Linked DNA regions of Sus scrofa: region 1 is linked to region 2. A link is a contact called in public Hi-C data. All regions are on one chromosome and are shown on one strand. Each heading gives the region's core, a stretch centred on a gene start, on an enhancer-like site or on the middle of the called end of the contact. The rest is flanking DNA. Distances are from core to core; before and after follow the strand shown.

The links. Hi-C and Micro-C count contacts between places; a contact is called where the count stands out from the background.
Region 1: a Hi-C map of brain shows a contact between it and region 2, with 4 times the contacts expected there. The contact joins the promoter of EPC2 here to the promoter of KIF5C in region 2. A contact is called at or near these places in 2 of 47 Hi-C or Micro-C datasets (brain and skeletal muscle).

The regions. Positions count from the first base shown.
Region 1 is chr15:3,524,185-3,530,001 of Sscrofa11.1, forward strand. EPC2 (enhancer of polycomb homolog 2) reads right to left here and starts at 2,039. Exons shown (of 13, transcript XM_021076083.1): 1 at 1,556-2,039. The coding sequence starts at 1,708.
Region 2 is chr15:3,358,529-3,364,523 of Sscrofa11.1, forward strand. It overlaps KIF5C (kinesin heavy chain), which reads right to left and starts at 2,942. Exons shown (of 26, transcript XM_003359416.4): 1 at 2,372-2,942. The coding sequence starts at 2,497.

The sequences.
Region 1 (5,817 bases), core at 789-3,288, 160 kb after region 2:
ATCCAAGTAACTACATACAGTATTGATACTTCGAGACTCATTTGCCACTTTTTCTTTCAGGGACATATTAACAGAAATACAACTTCGTGGAATCCAAAGCTGTGTTTTTTAAAGTTCAATTAACTTAATTCTCGAACGTGCTATAACTTCCTTATTTTAATTATCTTTTTCATGGAAAACTGACCTAAGCTAGAAATAAATTTTATTTAAAAACAAAAAGAATTTCCACATATGATTTAGCTCTAAAATCTTCAGCATAAATGTTGGGTTTTCATTTTGTTTATTTTTTAAGTTGAATATTCATTTGACACTGAGAACATATTCCTTTTCTACGGAAAGTGCAAGGCTTTCAAGTAATCAAACATTAACGAAGAATGTGGTTAAATCACAGCAGAAGTAGTAATAACAGGGTAATATAATGAGGTCACAACTGGAGCAACCAATCAAAGGCATTAAAGCATTTCCTGCAATATTAATAGTCATAAGAGAAAACCAATCACAGAAACCTTGGGCCTTCTTTTGACAGTCACAGAAGCAAGAGAACCAATCCACGCACACCCGAGGTTGACAATAAGGCGGGACCACAGGTTCATTGAAGAAATTCTTGAGGGTGCAGTTACTATGAACTTCGCACACAAGTAGCACCACTCGAGTCATAAACACTGTCAAGCCAGAGGAAATTCAACCATATCCAAAATTTAACGCATCAGGGAGAAAAAACATTTTTGCCCCAAATTGCTGCTATTAATAAAAATGCAGCTGTCAATATGGATGCAATAGGTCCTCAACTTCTAAAACACCCCCCCATGGCAATTTTTCAGGGACGCGGGGCGAGGACTGTGGAGCATCGGCAGCTAGTTGCCTAACATCGCCAGTCCCTTTCTAAAGCCTCACACTAAGCAGGCACCGTCCGGGCTAGGCAGGCAGAACCGACTCGCTCTGGGCCCGGAGCTAGCCGGTCAGCGGCTTCTAACGTTACATCCTCCTAGTGGTCGTGGCCCTCAGCCTCCCCGGCCGCAGTGCTGCACCACCTCAATCCTGCTGCACCAACGCGGGCCGGGGTGCGAGAATTACCTTGCTAAGAGGAAGACGATGTTTTGAAAGCGTTTTACTTTCCACAAGTCATTTCAAAAAGAACCCAATGCAAGGCTGAATCCAAAAGTGGGGGAAAAACGTTGCCTAGCCAAAGCATCCCCTGCGGATTAAATAATCCCACTCCAGGGGGACAAAAAAGGTAAACAGAGGCCGTACGTCAAGTGCGGCCAGAACATCCCCTGCGCCATTCCGGGCCGCCGCTTACGGCAAGGCCCCCTTACGGCAGCGTAAGCGGCGCTGCGAGCTAATCACAACACTGGGACGCAACAACATGGCGGCCGCGGGCGGGCGCTGCGCCGGCCGAGAGGGTTTACGCTACTCCGCCGGCGTAAGGTCCCAAGCGTTGGAGCGGCAGCGGCGCCCTCCAGCGAGCGTAAAGCGCTCTGTGAATGGCGAGGCCCGACTGACAAAGGGGAGGGGGGAGGAGGGAAGGGGGGGTAATAAACACTCGAGTCCCTACCGATTCCTCCTCCTTCTCCATCCCGGTGGGCATCTGGGGCACGGCCCGGTTGATGGAGACGCAGTCGTTGAGATCAGGCATGTCCTTGCCGCGGTAGATAGGCAGCGGTTTGGCGGCGTCCAGCGCCCGCGCTCGGAAGGAGAGTTTACTCATTGTCTCCCCGCCTTACAGGAACAGCCCGGGCGGCGGCGGCGGGGCGGGCGGGGAGGGGGGGAGGACTCCCGCCGCCTCCTCCACCACCTTCCTCAGTGCAGCGCGGCCGGCCCGCTCCTCCTCCTCCTCCTCACTGCCCCCGGCCACAGCATGGGCGCCCACCCCGCCCGAAAACAGCCCCCCGCCGCCCGCGGCCGCTTCCACACACTAGATCCGCCGCTCGCCCGCCCGATCCGCTCCCTGCGCCATGGCCAACATGGCGGACATTACCACAGCGGCGGCGAGCGATCCCGGCAGCCCGCGCGAGAGCGCGCCCCCGCCGCGGGAACGCGCCTCGCCCTCTCCCTCCCTCCCTCCTTCCCCTCCCTCGCCTGCCCACCCACTCTCTCCGCGGCGCTGCCGGCCCGCGGGAGCGTGCTCAGCCTCGGGCCGCTCCGGGTAGGGGGGCGGCAGCGGCCCTCTGCTCCGCTGCCGGCGCTCTAGCCGTGTGGCAGGTGTCAGGTGCGCAAGTTAACCCGCGCCCCCGAGCGTGCGCCTCTGCCTCCGCGGCCCCGACACCCAGCTAGTTGGGTGCCCCGGAGGACGGCGCCGGGCAAAACACAGCCGCGCTGAGCAGCCCGTGTGTGCAGAAGTCTGTGAGCGGGAAAGGGAAGATGTCAACCGAGCCACAGCTGCCCCACTGAGCCTGTACTTACACAGCACTTACCTCCACAGCGCCAGCTAATTCTCATCCTCCAAATCGCGCATCCCTGGGAGGTGCGAAAGGTCCATTCCTTCCGTCCGCTCCGAGGGGCGCAGACCTGTCGGGTCTCGTCTGCCCCGAGAACGCCTCCGCAATCCCGGCCCTCTTCCCGCATCTTTTTTTTTTTTTTTTTTTTTGGTACCTGGCCGAAAGAGCTCTCCAAGGTAAGGCATCCTCGCTTTCGCTGAGAGGATGCTAATGGCAGCAGTGAGGGTTAATGTTTGAGGCTGCCAGATGCAACAAGTGCACTTGAACCTGTCACCAAAACTTCAGAGTTATTTAATGGATGATATTTCTGATTTCAAAAATATTAAGCTTATAATTTTTAACCAAGGCAGAGAACATTTCCAGAGTGATAGATCCGTGTAAAATATTGGATGCTGTGGAAGATGCCAAGAGGTTTGAGGAAAAGTTCCTGTCCTCGTGCAGCTTTCACTTTGATGGGATGACAGAACGGTTAAAAAGATGAGTAACAGTAAGAGATGTAAATAGTTGAAGAACAGGGCAACTGAAAAGTAAATGACAGCCAAAAGAAAAAAAGTTTATAACTTGAAGAAAACTACATAGGCAATGACACAAGGCAGTAGAACATGCTTAATTACCAAATGAGTCATACAGGCCATAGTTGCCATGAGAGTTCAGAGAAAGGAGACTACTTTAGCCTGAACCGGTTAGAGAAAGTTCTAAAGAGGAGGTAAAATCCAGTTGACTCAAATTTATTTGGCAGCGATTGTTGATATCAACTTCATTTAGCCAAGAGTTCCTTAGTTAGACTTTAAGCATCACAGTTTTCCTACAAAAATCCCTGGGAAGAGTATAACACATTTTGTCATTTTCTAATAATCGATCAATGTTTTGCCTAGCTCAGAGAAAAGTAGATAGTTTGATCACATCTAGAAGAGAGAAAGAGAGAAAAAAAAAAAAGCCTATTCCTACAGTCATTTCTATAGAACCTCAAAGCTCCATCTTTTCCTCCACCACATTCTCCTTTTTACCAACTTCTTCCCCTCTTTTTCCTCCCTGTCCTTCTCCCTTTTCTCTCCACTTCCCCCTCTGAAGGCAGAATGTACATGTGGATTTCATGGCAGTGTCTAAATAGTTTAAGCTCTTGCTTGGGTCCAGCAAGGATTCAGGCATTGATTAGCGGAGCTTGAGCATTTTCCATCCACTTTGTTGTTAGAAACAGTGGAGGTACTGTGAGTCACTTCTTGTAAGAAACACCTTCCTCAAGCTTATGGGCATGTCTTGATCCAAGTTCTACCCCCTGGAATGGGTCCAGTTCTCTGCAAGGAAGACCAAGATGTTGTTGGGAGGGGGTCAGCCCTTGATTCAAGCCTAAGAGGGGTGGAGGCAAGTAATGGCTGAAGAATTGAGTCATCCAGGACTTGTATCTGGCACTTCTTAGGTTCAAAAAGAATAGCTTTCTTCGATTCCCCACACTTATCACTACTGTCTCCTAAGAGGAGGAATATTGAGTATCTCTAATACCAGCCATTCTAGGGTACCTTATATCTATTATCTTAATTAATTGAATTTTTAATTGAATCCCACTTAAATTCTCATTATAGCCCTATGAAAAGATGTTACAATTGTATGAATAAGGAAACTGGCTCAGATCATTTGCCAAGTTTCAACACTAATAACTTGCAGAGATGGGTTCAAATCTAGGTCTAGCCTGACTCCAAAGCTCTTGTTTTCTCAGCAATGCCACCCTGCTATCCAAGCTCTTTGGTTTATTGACCATTCAGCATTCTAAAGTTGCTGATCCAAATTAGTGAGACCTTCCAACCAATGTCTAATAGAGTGCATAACCTAGAGCCAAAGGATACGATAGGCTCAAGGAGGGTAGGAACATCTACTCTGTTAACCACTCTATCTCCACTTCTGTGCCTCAGGCATAGCTGGCACCTAAGATATATTTGTTGACCGATATTCCTTGAAGAAATTCAGTGATACTGACCCCATTCTACTCCACCTTTGGAGTTCACATATCATATTGGCCTGTGACCTGACCTAGCCATTGCTGACAATATTTGCTCTTATGGCCTAACTGGCTCTTTAGCGTCCTACCTTTGAGCCTAGGAATTTTAGAACCAATTAAAGCAATTCAAAAAACTTTTTTGAAACCTGAAATGCTATTACAGGAATTGATTTCTGCTGTAGTAGTTATTCTTTTTCTGTGACCATGTAACAGATTTCTTCCCCAAATCTCCATTTTCCTCCTGCCCTATAGGCAATGATTATAGAGCTGGGAATAAAACAGTTTGAGGCAAATAACACAATACACTTTTCAAGTGATATACAGCCTGTGTTTTCTTGGCTTCGGATTCAGTGCCTAAACCAGAATGCCTCTGTTTCACATTTGGAAAGTAGCTTTTATGCGTATACAAGTATTATTTTTCATAAAGTTCATTTCTAATCTATTTGTTGAATACCTATACAATTGTTAGTGCTGAAAACAGAAAATATCTTTTCAACTTTTGAAGTAGATCCTGTTATAAAATGTTGTTATTAAAACCTGTTTCAAATGATTGTGTAGCCTAATAGCCTATTTTATTTCCATGTACAATGCACTGAATATAGTCATTCTAAAATCAGTCCACTTCAAATATGCTCTGGACCAATTCCAAAGGACATGCATTTAGCCAAGCAAGTGTAATATATAAACACTCAAGAATTAGAAATAGTTCTAAAGCCATAGCAAAATAAAATCACTTCTAAATATATTTTAAACTAGAATAAAGGTTAGGTAACTGTAAAAATTAAGATTATATTCCAGTTTCCATTTCCCCATACTATGATCAGGGCAGGCAGTTTGGAAAGAATGAACAAATTACTTTTTGAAAGGAACCTTAAAAGTAGTAAACACAGTTGCTATTCAACTACTCCAGAGTTTTGTAAATGTCATGTTCTTTCTAATTGGCTCCTTATTTCAGCAAACCCAATTGAAAGTTAATTGGGTTGGTATGGTGAACTGCATCCCCCCCCTCCCCCTTATGTTCCCAGGAATGAGCCCAGTACCAATAAAGCTTCCTTGTTTTCAATATGTAATCTGAATGTGGGGTCTGGCTTTATTACATCAACTAGAATCAGCCCTCTGGTTCCAGTGCCCTTTATTGAGGCAACTCCGAATCTTTGAGACAGAGACAGAGGCTGCACTGAGAGGTGAGATGCCAAATGTCTACTTCCACCTTTATATTCCCCACAGTGGGGTTTAAACCAGATGCTAAATAAAAATTTGTGGCTGTGGTTCTGTTTCTTAGCAGCAACGCTCCTCTCAGACCTGGTTGGAATTACAGGGTGCCACCTTGTGTATAAGCTGACGATTTACTTCCCAAGTTCCACAACGGCTCCGGATAGACTCAAA
Region 2 (5,995 bases), core at 1,692-4,191:
TCTGTTTCTAAGAAGGAGTTACAAGGGAGTGTTTACAAAGTATCATTAAGCTGTACACTTTAAAAAACAGTTTTCGATATGAATGCTTTATTTCAATAAAAAATTTATCTTAAAGAAAACGAAAACTGTTGTATTAAAGGATTACAATAATGTGATCAAAAATTTCAATGTACCGTTGAAGAGATATACACACAAACTTTAATATACTCATTTTCTACGGTGATTGTTTTACTTTATTCAGTCAATAATATATGCAGATGGGAAATAGCATGTATACTCATAGTAATGTCATTAAATTAAAGGATAATCCTAAAATTAAGGATCTATGTCTTGCACACAGATCAATGGGGTGATTTATCACTCCACTTCATTAGTCCTGGTATACCACTCTTAGGAGACAAAGACAGAGGAGAAAGAGGAAGAAGGAAAAGAAAAAGGAGGAGGAGGAAGAGGAGGAGAGAAGGAGAAAGAGAAGGAACTTCAGCTTTTCTTAAAACTTCTGAAAAAATAGGGTCACCAGAACATGTTCTCGTGCTGCACAATTATTTGTTAAAAAATTGTTACAAGACAAGGGGCAGGCTCTAGATGTCCTGTAACTCCCACTCTCCCTGAACCACAGCCTGGCTCAGGAAATGACAAATCAGACTGTAGGCTGACCCTAGCTTAGAAGTATAGCCCATCACTATCCCATGCCTGCCATTAAGTAAGAATTTTTGTCCTTATCAATAATTGTAGCCTCCATGTTTCTCTCAGTTTAACACTAAGCAGAGAGAAAATCCCACTTTCCTGACCTCACTGGTCAGTTCTCGGGGTGAATGACCATCCAGAGCATTTGGAGGTCACCGGTTTCCTGATGACTCTGAAAACAGGGAGGAGAGAAGAGGTCGCCAAGGGGCGCTGCCTTCCTAAGGAAGGTACAAAATGAAACCCTAAGGCCCGAGCCTTGCTTTGGTTCTCTTCTCCTGGAGAGCGCCTGCCTGCCGGTTCTGCTGGCACCTGCTAGTCCCCAGGGCCCTTCACAGGGACTGCGGCACAGCCTTGGCGGAGATACTGGGGCTGCTACGGCCAGCAAAAGTTGGCCTCTGGTCTTGAGAAGGGCCTGGCTTACTCGAGCAGAGACCCTAGGTAAATTGTCACCTGTCAATCATTTGACCTAAATACACCAGCCACTGGGGGAAAGGCAAGGGAGGGGGTTAGTCGGAGCATGCTCAGTAATCGGGATGACATCACTTAATCAATGCTGAGGCCGGGAAGGCTGCATCAGCAGCCTAGAGCAGGCTGCCAGGAACATGTCAGCGGGGATCGGGAGGCTCCCATTAACTCGGTACCTCCCCACGCGACTCGCATACAAAGAGGGCACATCAGCTACACACACTGGGGACAGCGGAGGGGGAAGGGCGGGGGAGGAGAGGGGAGGCTGGCTTATTTCATTTGACATACTCCTTTAAGAACTAAAAATCAATGGTATTCCATCCCCCCACCAGCAGTCCGGCTGCAGAAAGGAAGCCAAGTCTGGGGAGGTGAGGGGAGGAGGGGGAAGGGAAATATGGGAAGGGAGATCGAGAGGGAGGGGGCCCTATCCACACAAAGTAACTTATTCTTTGGGAACAGAGGCGATTTAGCTACGTTCAGGACCCCCAACCCCACGCCAAACAGCGCGAAGTGTACCCAAGGGTGTTCGGACCCCAGCTGGGGGCTGCCCCATTGGGGAAGAGTCAGACCCAAGGTCCAAGTAAGGGAAGCCTGGGTTGAGAGGGAGCAGGAGGAGACACACGAGGCCCCCCGGGGACACGAAAGCCACCAGTGTTCCCCTACCCCCGGCCTTCCGCGTGCAGAGCAAGGTGAAACACCGCGGGGTCCGAGTCTACACAGGGTGCGAGCTCCAAGCCTAGGATAGGATTTTTCCAGTACCTTTTTTCCCTCTTTTACTAAGATCTTGAGAAGAGGCAAAGTGTTCGAAAAATCGAACCGATGCCTGGAATCATTTGTGGTTTACACAGCTCATACTTGAAGGGGAACCTGGGCTGGAGGGTAACCTGAATACACTACCCACGCGGCGTGGCCAGGGCGGGAAACAATAGGCCCACCCGGGCCCCCACCCCAATAACAATGGCGGCGCGGAACCCTTCCTCGCCCCCCACCCCCACCTCCGCTGCCTGGGGCCCGCCCTGCAGCCCCCAGTTGACCCTCCACCCAGCGAGGAGGAAACTACAGGGTGGGATTGGGTGGGGAGGTCTCTCGTCAAGTCCACCCTAGAGGGCAGCAGGGATGTCCGAAGGGGCGGCCTGAGCATCTCTGCCTGGTCTGGGGTGTCGGGGCGCTGAGCTGCGGCGTGAAGCAGCAGAGGAGGCCAGACATCCCGACCACTTACCCCGATCACCACGGTCTCATCGCCTTTAAATTTGGGGATGAATTTGTCCCCGCGAAGGATCTCTGCTTCGTTAAGTGGCCGGAACCGGCACATCACTTTGATGCTGCATTCGGCTGGATCCGCCATCTCGGCCCGCGGCAGGGAGGGAGCGCGGGGATGGGTGGGGGGGCCGGGGTTCCGCACAACGAGGGACGCGGTCGAGAACCGCACCTCCCGCAACAAGGCCGCCTCCTGCAGCCTCCGACAAAGCTTCTCAGCAGGTCATCGCGAACGCGGCGGGCTGGGCAGCTGTGGCCGCTCCGAGACCTCGTAGGTGAGCAACCTCTCAACCTTCGGCCCGGCCAGCTGCAGATCTGCCTTTCCTGGCGCTGCCCTGGCCCTGCGCTGCAAACCCAGGCCCACCTGCCCGCGACCACGCGGCGGGCGGACCAGGCGATGCGCTGGGAGCGAGCCTCTCCCGGCTCAGACCTCCCGGGCTCCTGCGAGCTCAGCCATCCTGCATCAGCACCAGCACGCTCTGTCGCCTCCCCGGCCCGCCCCTTCGCCCCGCCCTCCCCGGGCGGCCCCTGGGCGGTGACGTCACTGCGGAGATCCGCCAGACCCTCGCCCCGGCTCCTGAGAGAGGGGTATCCTGGGACTTGTAGTCGTTACACAGGCAGGTGGAAGGACTAAGATTTCCGGATTTGGCGTTTAAGCAGCAGTGGTGTCCCAGGTGCCACTTCCGAGAGCTTGCAGGTCTTGACTGGCAGCCCAAGTCAAGAACAGGGTGGATGTCACAGCCAATATTCCTGGTTTAAATCTCTATAAATTACCAGGTCTATATCATCTCTACATCTTTTCATGATCCCAAAGGAGAACGCCCTCTTAAGACAGTGTCCAAACAAACAGTATGGAGCTTTTTCTCTGTGCTCAACAGTTTTTAAAGGTTGTGAAGAAATCGGGGGGAAATGAGATTTCCATGAATATTTGAAGCCAGTAATTTCTGAAAATGCCTGCACATAGATAACAGTTCATACATATTTTGGACCAGGTGCTCATTTACTATCTGATGAACGTTTTACATTATAAAAAAAAGACAAACCTATACACACTTACAGATTTTTCATGCTTTTTCACAGGGTTTGGGGATAACTGACAGCTGCCTGTAACTCAGGTTAAGAACCTCTTTTTTTTTTTTTTTTTTTTGTCTTTTGTCTTTTTGTCTTGTTGTTGTTGCTCTTTCTTGGGCCGCTCCCGCGGCATATGGAGGTTCCCAGGCTAGGGGTTGAATCGGAGCTGTAGCCACCGGCCTACGCCAGAGCCACAGCAACGCAGGATCCGAGCCGCGTCTGCAACCTACACCACAGCTCACGGCAACGCCGGATCATTAACCCACTGAGCAAGGGCAGGGACCGAACCCGCAACCTCATGGTTCCTAGTCGGATTCGTTAACCACTGCGCCACGACGGGAACTCCCAAGAACCTCTTAATTACTACCAATTATAGTGCAGTTTACAGAACCACTGCCCAATACTTCCTTATAATCCTGTAGAATGAACATAATATATATAGGACCAGGTTCAAAGTACTTTGCAAAATACATCCAGACCCCATGATCAGAATTCTGTCTACTTATTAGCCTCATCTCTTGCCATTTCTTGTCTTGATGTTTACACTCTGACAAACATCAAAATATTGGTGGCTTCCTCCATTTAAATTTACTCTTGCCCTGCTTTCTTCTGATACTTTAAGGATTTACTCTCCTGGAGTCACCCATTAATGACTATTATTATTAGGTATGGATTTTAGGGCTCTTGTGGTGGAGAGTGATAAAAATTCAATAGGAGACACTGAGGCAAAAAGAGAGCTTATCAAAAGAAGGCAGATTGATCTTGTTCCCGTCGTGGCTCAGTGGAAACAAATCTGACTAGGAACCATGAGGTTGTGGGTTCGATCCCTGGCCTCGCTCAGTGGGTGAAGTATCCGGTGTTGCTGTGAGCTGTGGTGTAGGTCGCAGACACGGCTTGGATCTGGTGTTGCAGTGGCTGTGGCGTAAGCCAGCAGCTGCAGCTCCAATTAGACCCCTAGCCTGGGAACCTCCATATGCCGTGGATGCAGGCCTGAAAAGACAAAAGGCGAAAAAAAAGACAAAAAAGAAATAATGGAGTTCCCTGGTGGGCTAGCCATTAAGGATTCGGTGTTGTCACTGCTGTGGCTCAGGTTTGATCCCTGCCCTGGGAAGTTCCACAGGTGTAGCAAAACAAACAAACAAACAAAAAAAATTAAAAATCAAGCCAAGGAAGACATAGGCTACCAAGACTTTCTCTTTACCTCTTTTTTTTTTTTTAAATTGGCTTCACTCTTTCTCACTCTACATCATCCCTCCACATGTCAAGAAACTCAGCTGCCAATAGCCCCTGTGATTTATTCTTCAATTTCTACCCTTAGATAAGGAGAGATGTTTGTGAAACTTTGGGTTTGAAAATTTGGTTTGAAAAAATCCTAGGGAAAGTTTATGATTGGCCCGGAGTTAAGTTGTTGTCTACCCCTAGACCACTCAATCAAAATCAAGGACTTTGTAAAATCACAAAGGAATCTCATGGTGGGAAGCTTCCCAAAAGAAGAGGGATGTCAGTTCCAGAAAAGCATGTTGTAGAGCTGGCAGCACCATTAGGGTCCACCCTCTCCTTCCTGTGCTACCTTTTCCCCTAGGACTCAGCTCAACTCTCCCTCCTTATGAAGCCTTCCCTGACTCATAAACATTGACAGAAATTAGGTGGTCCTCCTTGTGGTTCTCATCATCTCTGTCCCTCTCATTCCCTGCATCTCCATGGACAGTGTTATCTGCCTCATCTTTATGTCTCTAGATTTTAGGACAAACAAGCAGCATAAGGAACCCAACCTAGGAGGACGCTCTACTTGAGTGAGAAACCTGGCTCTCTTATTAGCTGTAGGACCCATGGCAAGGAATTTATTTCCTTAAGCCTCTTTCCTCATCTCTATTATTTTTTTTATTTTTTATTTTTTTGTGTGTATGTGTGTGTATTTTTGCCATTTCTTGGGCTGCTCCCTCGGCATATGGAGGTTCCCAGGCTAGGGGTCGAATCAGAGCTGTAGCTGCCGGCCTACACCAGAGCCACAGCAACTCGGGATCGGAGCCGCATCTGCAACATACACCACAGCTCACAGCAATGCTGGATCCTTAACCCACAGAGCAAGGCCAGGGATCAAACCGGCAACCTCATGTTTCCTAGTCGGATTCGTTAACCACTGAGCCACGACGGGAACTCCCATCTCTATCATTTTTGAGTAATGATATCATCTTTGAGTAATGATATCATCTCAGAATTTTTGAGGGATTTATAAGAAGTAATACTTTAAAAGCACCTACATGATTCTTGACACTTATATGATGTAAACCTTTGAAAGTTAGATATTACTTTTTTCTTTTTTTATGGCTACGCCTGCAGCATATGGAAGTTCCTAGGCTGGGGTCAAATCAGAGCTGCACCTGAGGCCTATGCTACAGCCATAGCAATGCCAGATCTAAGCTGATCTGGATCCTTAACCCACTGAGAGAGGCCAGGGATTGAACTGGCATCCTCATGGACTTTATGTTGGCTTCTTAACTCACTGAACCACAAC